4 separate regions of the Mus musculus genome follow, and all the other regions are linked to region 1. A link is a contact called in public HiChIP or PLAC-seq and promoter capture Hi-C data. All regions are on one chromosome and are shown on one strand. The core of a region is the stretch at or near the end of the contact, and the rest is flanking DNA. Distances in the headings are between cores, read along the strand shown. Region 1 holds the start of Pafah1b3 (platelet-activating factor acetylhydrolase, isoform 1b, subunit 3). Region 2 overlaps 4732471J01Rik (RIKEN cDNA 4732471J01 gene). Region 3 holds the start of Pou2f2 (POU domain, class 2, transcription factor 2). Region 4 holds the start of D930028M14Rik (RIKEN cDNA D930028M14 gene).

The links. HiChIP or PLAC-seq counts read pairs in DNA pulled down with a chosen protein or histone mark. Capture Hi-C pulls out chosen DNA fragments and counts their contacts.
Region 2: a contact with region 1 is called in an HNF4G HiChIP or PLAC-seq map of pancreatic cancer cells. The contact joins the enhancer-like site here to the promoter of Pafah1b3 in region 1. A contact is called at or near these places in 1 of 484 Hi-C or Micro-C datasets (embryonic stem cells), 2 of 115 datasets of contacts at active chromatin or transcription factors (embryonic stem cells and pancreatic cancer cells) and 2 of 9 other capture datasets (adipose tissue and liver).
Region 3: a promoter capture Hi-C map of adipose tissue shows a contact between it and region 1. The contact joins the promoter of Pou2f2 here to the promoter of Pafah1b3 in region 1. A contact is called at or near these places in 25 of 39 promoter capture datasets (the 3T3-L1 cell line, 3T3-L1-derived adipocytes, the C10 cell line and 17 more), 2 of 15 datasets of contacts at CTCF or cohesin (embryonic stem cells and large pre-B cells), 34 of 484 Hi-C or Micro-C datasets (B cells, CD4 T cells, CD8 T cells and 12 more), 18 of 115 datasets of contacts at active chromatin or transcription factors (the 230-238 cell line, CD8 T cells, the HPC-7 cell line and 7 more) and 3 of 9 other capture datasets (adipose tissue, liver and pancreatic islet).
Region 4: an HNF4G HiChIP or PLAC-seq map of pancreatic cancer cells shows a contact between it and region 1. The contact joins the promoter of D930028M14Rik here to the promoter of Pafah1b3 in region 1. A contact is called at or near these places in 17 of 39 promoter capture datasets (the 3T3-L1 cell line, the C10 cell line, the HPC-7 cell line and 11 more), 5 of 484 Hi-C or Micro-C datasets (CD8 T cells, centrocytes, nephron progenitors and 2 more), 8 of 115 datasets of contacts at active chromatin or transcription factors (the SCID.adh cell line, T-cell acute lymphoblastic leukemia, double positive thymocytes and 2 more) and 2 of 9 other capture datasets (adipose tissue and liver).

What each region holds. Positions count from the first base shown.
Region 1 is chr7:25,296,657-25,299,356 of GRCm38.p6, reverse strand. Pafah1b3 (platelet-activating factor acetylhydrolase, isoform 1b, subunit 3) reads left to right here and starts at 1,371. Exons shown (of 5, transcript NM_001357350.1): 1 at 1,371-1,985; 2 at 2,182-2,271. The coding sequence starts at 1,905.
Region 2 is chr7:25,428,934-25,431,633 of GRCm38.p6, reverse strand. All of the region lies in intron 4 of 4732471J01Rik (RIKEN cDNA 4732471J01 gene), which reads right to left. Among named protein-coding and RNA genes, the nearest start is that of Cxcl17, 17 kb to the right of the region's middle. Within about 2 kb of position 1,358, at least 53 of the 459 cell types and tissues checked have an H3K27ac peak or open chromatin away from gene starts, as enhancers often do. A contact at or near this core is called in pancreatic cancer cells, where this site is marked.
Region 3 is chr7:25,131,134-25,133,833 of GRCm38.p6, reverse strand. Pou2f2 (POU domain, class 2, transcription factor 2) reads left to right here and starts at 1,374. Exons shown (of 15, transcript NM_001163554.1): 1 at 1,374-1,409. The coding sequence starts at 1,382.
Region 4 is chr7:25,151,015-25,153,714 of GRCm38.p6, reverse strand. D930028M14Rik (RIKEN cDNA D930028M14 gene) reads right to left here and starts at 1,258. Exons shown (of 3, transcript NR_045847.1): 1 at 1,089-1,258. It also overlaps a transcript of Pou2f2 not described here.

The DNA of each region.
Region 1 (2,700 bases), core at 122-2,621:
CACAGGAAAGAAGTTCTGTTCTAGAGAAACACAAAGCCTCAGAGTCCCGGGCCTTTCTCAGTCATGTCTGAGTCTCTCTCTCCAACACATGGATGGAGATAGCCAGGATCTGACCATTAATGTAACTAATATCATTCTGCAAGCACTGCACTTGTTTAGTAATAACTTCATGCCAGGTCCAGATTAGGGAAAGAGATTGAGACAGAATGTGAACACAATAAATAAAACTCTTCACTACTTTAGTATCAAGCCAACAAGAAGGAATGGATAGGTTTGAAAGTTCAGTCGCTAGGTGGGGCTGCCAGAAAACAACTAGGCCATTTAGGGGTGAGGGAGACCCTGGGCATCTGAGAAAACACTGCGATTTGGGGTTTAGTTTGAGCCAGGGAAAGAAAGAAGATGATAGAAAGTGGCCTTGGCTACAGACATGGGATTTGGAGTCCAGAGCCACCCACCTGAAGTTGATGATGGAACTTTGTATCTAGAGAGAGGAACAGAGGCCTAGGAGGTGCAAGGTGATCTGCAGGACGGATGCCAAGTTGGACCTGGGCTGGGCCTTGCAGCCATCTCCAATTTCTGATCTTTCTGCACCTCTTTCACATAGATCTGATGGTGCCTCTGAGGCATGAAGATATGCATTTGAGATTTTATACCACTAAAAAACTAATGTTGAAGCTGGGTCTAGTGGCACATACCTATAATACCACCACTCTACAGGCCAGCTTGGTCTACAAAGCAAGTCCAGGACAGCCAGGGAGGGCTCTGTCATACAGAAAAACCCTACCTTAAAAACCCTACCTTAAAAAAGACACACACACACACACACACACACACACACACACACGTATATACATATACATAACAAATAAATAATAAATAACAATAACAAAGCCTTAGTGTTGGGCTTGGCCTGGTGGCACACAGCTTTAATCTTAGCACTCAGGAGTCAGAGGTAGGTAGATCTCTGTGAATTCAAGGCCTGCCTGCTGTTTATAGCAAGTTCCATGAGAGCTAAAGTTACAGAGTGAAATCTCATCTCAAAAGAAAACAGAAAGTTTTAAATAGGGAAGTCCCCTCAAAGCCACTCTGGTGCTGCCTCCACCAGCTTCACTTCTTTTTGTTTTTGTTTTCAAGACGGGAGTTTCTCTGTGTAGCCTTGGCTGTCCTAGAACTCTGTTGACCAGCCTGTCCTCGAACTAGTACATCCACCTGTCTCTGGCTCCCTCCAGTGCTGGGATTAAAGGCGTGTGCCACCACCGCCCAGTTTGGCTAGCTTCCTTTCAAATCCCTACACCAGTAAGAAATGGGAGCGTCCCTTCCCAGGTGTCTAAGAGCCACCCCCTCCGCGGATCTAGGAATGAGCTCGTCCACTCCCTCTCCTATGTGAATGGGTTACACACACACACACACACCCCCGTAGGTGGTCTCTTCCGGAGTTTTCTGGCCCTGCAGCAAATGATTTCCTCCTCGGACGGAGGGCGCTAGATTGTCCCTGGTCCCTGTCGGCTTTACAGGTACCCTGCCCCTTTCCGTCCACTCTGGGTTGTGTCTCTCTTGTCTGCGCCCCCTCTTCCCCTGCCACGAGTGCCGCTTGGTCTCGCCTGCCCCTCCCCCCTGCGTTGGGCCCCCGTGGCCGCAAGGGGTCCCGGCGGGAAGCGGCAGACGAGCCCACTTTGCGGCCTCCATCGGGGGAGGGGAGCGAGGATTCCTTCCTACGTGACGGTTTCTAGTCTGCGAAAGGAGGCGGCGTCTGGGCTCGGCCTTCGCCCTACGCGCGAGCGAGCGCGGCAGGACGGTCCATTGTGTTGGCCCGAGAGGTAGGGGTGGGCGTGGCGGATCCACGTCCTCGCGGAGCTTTCCCGGGCGGACTCCACTCTCATCCCCAGGGGGCTGCGGTGCTGAGGATGAGTGGGGAAGGGGAGAACCCGGCCAGCAAGCCCACGCCTGTGCAAGACGTGCAGGGTGACGGGCGCTGGATGTCTCTGGTGAGTGACCGCGCGTGGTCCCCAGGGTTAGGGGCTTGGGGGGCGTGTATGTCTATAGAACTGCTTCGTGACATCCTCCTCCTCACCTAGGTGGGCAGCCTGGTTTGGGTTGTTTGGGGTTGTTCCGCCTGAGGCAGCGGGGTGGGGCGGGGCCTGGAGCGTGCGTGCCTTTGACTCTTTCTGGCTTTCTCTGCAGCACCATCGGTTTGTAGCGGACAGCAAAGACAAGGAACCCGAAGTAGTCTTTATCGGGGACTCCTTGGTTCAGCTAATGCACCAATGTGAGGTGAGGGTCCACCCGTTTCCTCCTTCCTCATCCAGGCATGCACCCTCACTGGCACTTCAAGCCCAGAACCTGATAAGACAAGATAAGGGGTACAGAAATGCCCGTGGTAGCAGGAATCTAAGAACCCCATGTACATGTCTGCTGAGAATGAAGTGTGTGCCCTGAGTTTGTCGGGTTGGGTTTGTCTCTGTCGAGTTAAATTGAGGCGTTCCTTCAAGATTGTGTCAGGTGAGGGCTTTTCATTGTTTGTTTAAGGTGGGGCACAGCCCCTGTTGGGTTTACTCGAAGTTGTAATAGCTTTACAGAAAGTGAAGGTTGATTGTAATGGTATTCTGCAAAGACTTTATCAGTAATAAAGTCCCTAAGACGTTTAGCTACAATGGCTTTCCCCCCCACCCCACAATGAGGTTCAGTTGTATTGCCATTAGC
Region 2 (2,700 bases), core at 109-2,608, 130 kb before region 1:
CCAGTCTCAAACCTGCTCATTTCCTTATTGGAGCCTTCTTCGGTCCTTCTCTTCACACCTTATAAATGAGAACAGTACAAAGATGAAAATAATGACTCTGGCCTTTTCATAAGGAACTATCTTAGGCAGATGAATGCTCTTCCCAGGGCATTCCCTGAAATCTGTATCAAGGCTTGACAAAAACGTAGGTAATTTTAGGATCCATGCCTGGACCTCCAGGAGATTATAACTGCTTTCTCATCCCTTGTAAACTCCTTTTGCGCAAAGCTATTTTCCAAGAACTACCTAGTGAGACCCGGAATGCCTGCCTCCCTGGGTCATTTCACTTCCAGCTTCCCTGCCAGGACCCTGCTGCAAGCAAGCAACCATCCCAAAATAGATACCCAGGCTAGCACCTTTACCTGCTCCCGTGATCACAACCACTCACACTCAGCACCCATTATCTAAGGCTTTACATGAAGTGCTATCCTCTCAAAAGAGTCTATAATCGTGCCCATTTCTACAACCTAAAAAAGTCAAGGACAAGGGCGTTAAGTAATGTGCCCGATATGGACCAACTCCATAATTTAACTTCATCTGCACTCAATCTGGGCAAAAGCTGTCTTAAATTTTTCTGAGATCTCCCAAACAAAATCCACCTTCCAGAATGATTTTGACCTCCCCCACCCTCCACACACACACACACACACACACACACACTTTAAGATTGGACACAGCCAACATAAGCTGTTTTCTGTCTCAATATTCACATAGGCGCCTGCTTCCTAACACCTAGCACAATTTCAAGGCACTTCCTTAGCCTACTGTTTATGAATCGTTACTTTTTTTTTTTAGGAAAATGCAGGACCAGATTCCCTGACCACATAAGAAGTCACAAGTTGACAGTCTTGTGAACTATTTGCACAGCCTTTCTCAGACCATAAAAGGGATGCACCAAGAAGAAATGCAATAAGGAAGTAGAAAAACCAGGAGAGTTCCTGGAACAATCACAAAGAGGTGGAGACTCCAGAGCCAGTGCTTAACGGCCTTGAACCATGCTTGGCAACCCCACCTGTCCCTTTCTATGCCTCTTGGCATCTGACTTCCTTCTCACCTGTCCCTTTGGCCTCACTTTCACAGACCTGATGAGTGGAGGAGTCAGAAAGGATTCATGAGAGAGCTGACTCACTTATGTACACTCACTCACCTTGGGACAGTTGCTACGCAGGGCGCAGGATTTAAGGACAATTAAGGAGTTATGCTTCCTAGAAATTATGCTGTCATGTTTGTCTAAGCAGAGGTGGGCCCTCTGGCCCTTAGGAACTTACATCCTCCCTTCTCCCTAGGTTGGGTTACATTCTCCTTTTAGTAGGTCATTTGTTTACTAAGTCATACTCAAGAAAAGAGAAAAAAAACTCAGTTGGATGGATTCCTTAAAGTCCCAAGCATTCCATTCCATTCTAAAATGTCTGTTGTTTTGGTGATGAGCAAGCAAAAAAGAAATATTAAAGGCCATGCAGGAAATTGATAACAAGTTTAACCATAAAACCATGAGTAACAACCTACAAAATGCCTTTAGGGACCACTGAACCACAATAATGAAGAGACAGGAGTCTAGTACTGCGACCTTTCCATTTGTATCTCATCTATAGGTCACCATGACTCATCCTCACACAGTTAGCTCTTACCTCAGAACTTGTAGATGGAACCAGCCTTTAGATACACACATATATTCATGAATTTCTTTCTATGCTTTAAACAGAACTTCATTATGTAGCCCTGGCTAGTCTAAAACTCACTATATAGACTAGGCTGGCCTGAACTAATAGAGTTCCATCTGTTTCTGCCTCCCAGAGTATACCCCCACAGAGTATACCCCCACAACCAGTCTAGATTCAAATATTTTGGAATCTGAAGCTCCTGTTTCCACTTCACACCATTGCATCCACAGAATTCAACGATAACTCTAGTGGAAATAATTATACTAAACTTCAACAGTAAGACAGGATCTGAAACAAGGCTTGGGATGAAAAATTTGGGAGGCTGAACAGCAAGGCAGGAATCTTTCAGGACATAAAATGTGCGTCAGTCATGGTTGACTGCAGACCAAGGAGCCATGCTGAAGGACTATGAATGACACCCTAAGGAGTCTGAACTCGATCTATAGATTACAGGAATAGCTGGAAATGTGGATAAACAGCAGCTTAAGAAAATTAAGTTAGCTTTTAAAAGGATTACTAAGCAAGCTTAAATTTAAATAAGTAGTTCTTAACTTTGATAAGAAATTAAAATGATCTGGAAGCTTTTTTTTTTTTTTTGAGACAGTGTGTCTCTGTGTAGCCTTTGATAGGAACTCCCTATTACATCAGGCTGACCTGGAACTCACAGAGATCTGCCTGCCTCTGCCTCCTGAGTCCTGGGATCAAAGACATGGGCCACCACCTTTTACTGAACCAAGCTCCAACCTAAGGTTCTATATCATATTTACCTGTTTCGTGCCTTTAAAGGTTATTTTTAGTAGTGGGTATTTCTGTTTTACTTTGATTTTTGATTTGAAGTCCTGGTGATTGAACCCAAGGTCTAGCACACTCTAGCAAAGTGTTCTACCTCTGAGCTTATCTTCAATTCCCTTAGTCTTCTCTAAATTGGTAGAGTTGTTCCAAGTTTTTGTCTTCATGACCATAACATTTTGATTTAGTTCTTTTGTTTGGTTTGGTTTTT
Region 3 (2,700 bases), core at 125-2,624, 170 kb after region 1:
GGCCATATGTGTAGATGTGCCCTCTGCCCTGTGGGTCTGGGTGAAGTAGTAGAGCATATGTAGCTGATGAAGCTTGGTCTGCGGGGAGGGGTGATATTGGGGCCATGGTAGAGATGTGCACTAGTGAATCTCTGTGTGTGCATTCGTGTGAAATGCTGGAGGGTTGGTCTGAGAAGAAATACTTCAGTGTATGCATGTATGTAGAAGGATGAATCCAGCCGTCTATGTGTGCACGCGTGTGGTTTGGGGGACCCTCCACTTGGGGTGTAAAGTGTCCTGGATGGCCCTAGTGGATAGGAGAACTGTTTAAGAGATGCCAAGGCAGCTCAGCAACTCGGACTCCAGGAAGCTGAGAGGGAGAAGAGGGCAGTTGGCTCGCGCCTGCCTTTGTCTGCGCTACTGTGCGCCCGAGTCCTGCGCCTTTGTGTGACCCTCGCAGGTGTGCGCGCGGGGCGGGGGAGGATGCGGGCCGGGATGGAGCGGAGGGCGGGGCTCCCTCCTCTGAAGCCGGCCCCGCCCTCCTGCCCATTGACTGGACGCTGCCGCCCTCTGGCGGGCTTCAGGAAAACCGCAGGACTGAGAGCGGAGCGGCTCGCTGAAAGCGCTCCACAGGAACCCTGAGGACTCAAGCTCAGCTCCACTGCCCCGGGTGCACGCGTTTGCCCTCTGACAGGCTTCTAGCTGTCTCTGACTTAGGCCTCCACCCCTCGCCCTAACTGCCACTGTGCCACTGCTCATGGGCACTATTGGCCCGGGATGCCTTACCTGTGGCACAGGTTGCAAGCCTTGGTCTGTCCACAGCATCCTGAGCATCCCCTTTTTTTTTTTTTTTTTACTTTGATGCATCTTGGCCCTGGATCCTTGAGAAAGCCACTGCTCCCTTCTCTGATCTTCAGTCTTGTCGTTTGTAAGACGAATCACAAAATACTGTCAAACTATGACACCTGTTACGTGGGAGGTGCAGGGTTAGGCACTGAGAGATCCCTCCTCGAACAAACCTCAAATTGTGTTTGCCATTGTTATTGTATAGCCTCACCTTCTCTCACAGCCCCACACGCCCTGTTCCAGATGTGTTCGCCCCCACCCCTCCGTGCTGCGGGGGCAGAAGGACTGTATAGATACCTCCTAGTGTGGCCCCAGCAAGAGTCAGTTCTTCCAGCGTCCTCGCTTTCCACCCGACTAAGCCCCTACTCAAATACACTCATGATCTGGGGTCGCCTGGGCCGCTGGGGTCGGCCTGTGGGCCAGGGTATTTTCCCTTCCGAAGGGGGCGGACCGGCCCTGTGGTTTCCTCCCGGGGTGACTTCCGGCAGGGAGGGCTGGCCCCCAGAGAGGGCGGGGAGATGACACAGTTGTTCCCCAGCCCTGGCTGGCGGGCAGCATGGTTCATTCCAGCATGGGGGCTCCAGGTAAGAGGCTGATGCCTTCTCATGGGTGGCGAGGACAAATAGCATATTAGGGCCGTTCTGCTGACCACCTCTGCCAACGGTTCCTGCACCTCCTCTTCGGCTGTCCCCCTTGTTTGGGAGGCCCCGTGCTTTAGTAACATCTTTTCCTTCCTTCACCTAGTCCCCCTCCTCAGCTCCTCTTTGATACTGTTTTGCATTAGGCATGGGGTGTGTGTGTGGGGGGGTATACTTCCAGTCTGTCTCCCCACTGAGGGAACAGGAAAAAGGAAGGGTCATGTGGTTTTTTGTTTGTTTGTTTGTTTGTTTTGTTTTGTTTTTTGCTGGACTTCATATGGGGAACTGGTGGGCTGGGCAGCGTGGGCGATTCTTTAGACACAGGGCTGCAACAGGTTTGGAAGACCAAGCAGTTGCGTTTGTGTGGTGCAGGTGTGCATATGTGTGAGTGTGGGTGTGGTGTCCTGCGTCCTGTGCTTATTGCTATTTCTCCTGGGTGTGCAGGGGGGAGGGCTGCTGTGCGTGGCATTCCTGTGTGCCCGTAGCAGTGATTTCTTCTTGATCCACTTCATTTATTCTGCAAAATGGCACTAATCTTATATATCCCTCAGTCTCCTTATCCTGCTCTGACTTTCTCCGTGGCGCATGCATTCTATGTCTTTGAGTTACTACATGCTTGCCTGGGTGAGCTGGATACGGTGCAGGCACCGTATCAGGTGATTTGCGCTTGGGGACTCATTTCGTAGAAGGTATGCATCTCTGCGCAGACTTAGCATACCTCAGCAGAGTACTGGGAAGTGTAAGGTGATAATACCAGTGCTGAGATATTCCAAGGATCAGTACTTCATGACTGCTTTTCTGGAGCTTTGGTCGAGTGTGCGTCGAGCTCCTGGGTGACCGTAGGTGTGAGTGTTGGCTTGGCGTGCATCCGTCCAACATGCATCAGTATGTGGGGGGCATCGCCAAGTCCCTTCAACAACCGCTGGTTACCGGGCCGTTCTATGTTGGATATTGGTGTTGAAGATATATCAGGGCTAGGCAGCTTCAGGTCTGCTTTTCTGGAGTCACGAGTTCAGTGGAAAGGACAATCCTGTGGTGATCAGACCTGGGATTGGAGGGTGGAGGGTGGAGCAGAGATGATAGAGTCCAGAAGTTATCTAGTTCTGTTGTCATGGTAGTAGGGAGGGCTTCCTGGAGGAGTTCTCTGAGCTAGGATATAAAAATGATGGTGGTAGACAGTAGAAAGATGAGGATTGACAGGTATTTATTTACTGAGGTGGCCGTGTGGGTGTACACA
Region 4 (2,700 bases), core at 9-2,508, 150 kb after region 1:
CGGTGGCAGCCTCTGTTGCTCCACCCCCTCCCCCACTCAGACTCAGGGATGTGACCTCTGCCCCCTTCACGTACACTGAGTCACCGTGACACACACTGGGACACACCCAGAGCCTCCATCCCACTGATGAGAGAGCACTTGACCATCAGCACACAGGGTCATCTGGAGCAGGTAGACACAGAGTGAACCCACCGGAGTCTCTACCACTCATATAGAGCCTTCGATGCACATAGAGAGGACCAAACAGGCTCTGAAGCCCAAGGACAGCCCCCCACCCCACCCCCCCGCACGACACAGACACAGGGACACATACAGACTCACTCCAAAACACCCACACTCAGACACACTCCACCAGAGGCGTGGACATGTCACCACAATCCGGTTCACTAGGGACACTTAGCCACCACCCTTCCTAGGGACAGAGAGAGTATCATCTTGAGATTCATCCACATCCCCGCAAGGGCCACACGGGCATTTGAGGACACCCAGTAATCATGGAGACACCATGGCCATATATGCACAAGCCCCAGCATCCCCAGGACAACCCCCACAGGCTCATAGTCACACACAGACATGGCTCGAGGGTCAGGGCGGTCAGGAGACAATTCTGGAGTCCCCTAACACAGCTTAAGGACCTGTGTACACCTTCCATGGGTGGCATCCATTCGGACTCCACAGCCCCTTGGTTGAGACATCCTGTCTACCTCCCTAAGAAAGCCCACCCACACCCCAGCTCATTCAACCCAGGCTCTGGGGTGAGGCCAAGGTCCTGAAGGTAGACACCAGGCTTGCCCAGGGTGCCCCCTCTTGCTTCTGTCCATTCGCCCTTCCAAATCCAGTATCCAGGCCTTTCTTCCCTTCTCCCACAGGCTCAGAACAGCATTTCCCCATCCCCCTGCCTAGCCAGGAACCCTGCCCACCACCCAAGGCTTCATCCCTCACCCTCAGCTACCCTCAAAGGGCCCCATCCCTCTGAGGGGGGTGCTCCCTTTCCTCCTAAACAGCTGTTCCTCAGTTTACCCAGCCACCTCGCCTGCAGATGTGAGCCCCCCACACCCATCTGCTTCCCTGCCCACCCCCATACTCACCCCCTCTCCTGGCTCTCCAAGCTCTCAGCCCCCCTAAACTCTCCTGCAGTAGGGGAGTATGGGGTGATGGCTGGCCCCCCCCAGAGGTAGGGGTAAGGGGTACATGGGGTGGGGGCTTGGGTGCGGCTCCGGGAAAGAAAGGAAGAGAAGCAAGGGAGAGAGAGGCAGAGGCAGGCAGCCAGCCAGCCGGCTTTATATCCCTGCTGTATTGATCCACCATGTCACAGCCTGGTCGGTCGATAGCGGCGAGAAAGAGAGAGAGAAGGGAGGGGAGGTTTGGGGGAGGGCAGCTGGGACCCCTTAGTCCTGGGTACATCTAGGGTCTCCTGGACAAGCTGTGGAAGCATATTTGAGCCCCCCCCCAGAAAAGGGGTATGCCCTGCCCCCCACTTCCTTTTGGCTGCGGCCCTTATTCTCTCCAAGAGCCCCCTCAGCCTTGGCAGGAGAGCGTAGCCCCCCCAGGCTTTGAACATTTCTTTTTTGTTTCTCCAGTGGCTTTTTATTCCATAGTCAGGATGGCTGCCAGCCATGGCTCCTCTTTGCCAGCTACTGTCAGGCTGGGCAGGTGTCATGTGTGGGCAGTCCAGGCTGTGGGTCCACCTTTGCTATGTGGCAGTGAGCGGGAGAGAACCCTCTCTGAAGGTCTCTTTCCAGGTACTGGGGTGGGGGTAGGTTACCCTGTCCTTTCCAGTTGACTCTCACCACAGACCCAGGCCAGAGACAGCATGCTAAGGTCTTTTGGTCCCTCAACCTCCGTGGCTGGCCTGGAATACAGAGATCAACCCCTCTAGCCCCTCAGCCTCCCCCCCCCCCTTCTTCCAGCAGCCTTCTGTTACCTGCCCCCTCCATGGGCCAGCCCTGACCCGGAAGAGAAAGGACTGGGAGAGAGGGGCTCTTTCCCTTGCTAGGCTAAGAAGCTGAAGGTCAAAGTGGGGCAACATTCTCCCTGTGACTTTGTTGCCCCTTCTTTGGGCCTCAGTTTCCCCCTCAACCCCAACCGAATCCTGCCTCAGCTCTGAGATCCAGAGGGATTGTTGCAGATGGGAGGCGGGGCTGACGGGAGGGGAAAAGCAAGAACCGGGAGGGAGGGTGCCTGAGGGAGGGTGCCTGCTGTCCCTCCCCAAGTCAAAATAGTGGGTCCCAGGTGCTTCCCTGCCAGCCCCCAACTCCCTGGGGCTCCCATTCTTTGTCTTCGAAGACCCGTCCTCCCCTCCCAGCCTGGAGAGGTTGAGGAATCACCTTAGCCTTGACCCGAGAGGGCGGGCAGAGGAGGGGCAGGCAGCCCTCACCCTGCCTCCTGCCCATGGCCATCCACAGCCCCTCTCTGGCTTCCCTCTGACTACCAGGCAGCCCCCTCCCACCCCCAGCGATGGTCTGCTGTTCCCTTTGTTAGGAAGGGGGAGGGGAAAGAGATGAGCTGAGGGGCCGTGGCCTGACCCTCGACCTCTCCCCCTGCCTCCTCCCATCTGAGTCCTCAGGGGCTCAGAGCCCCCTTGACGGACAGTTCTGACCATCAGCCAAATGGCTCCATGAGGAAGCAAGGGGCCAGGTAGGGGGGAGAGGAAGAGGGTCTGCCCAGGGCTGCGAGCCCACCATAGTGTGGGTGTGGGGG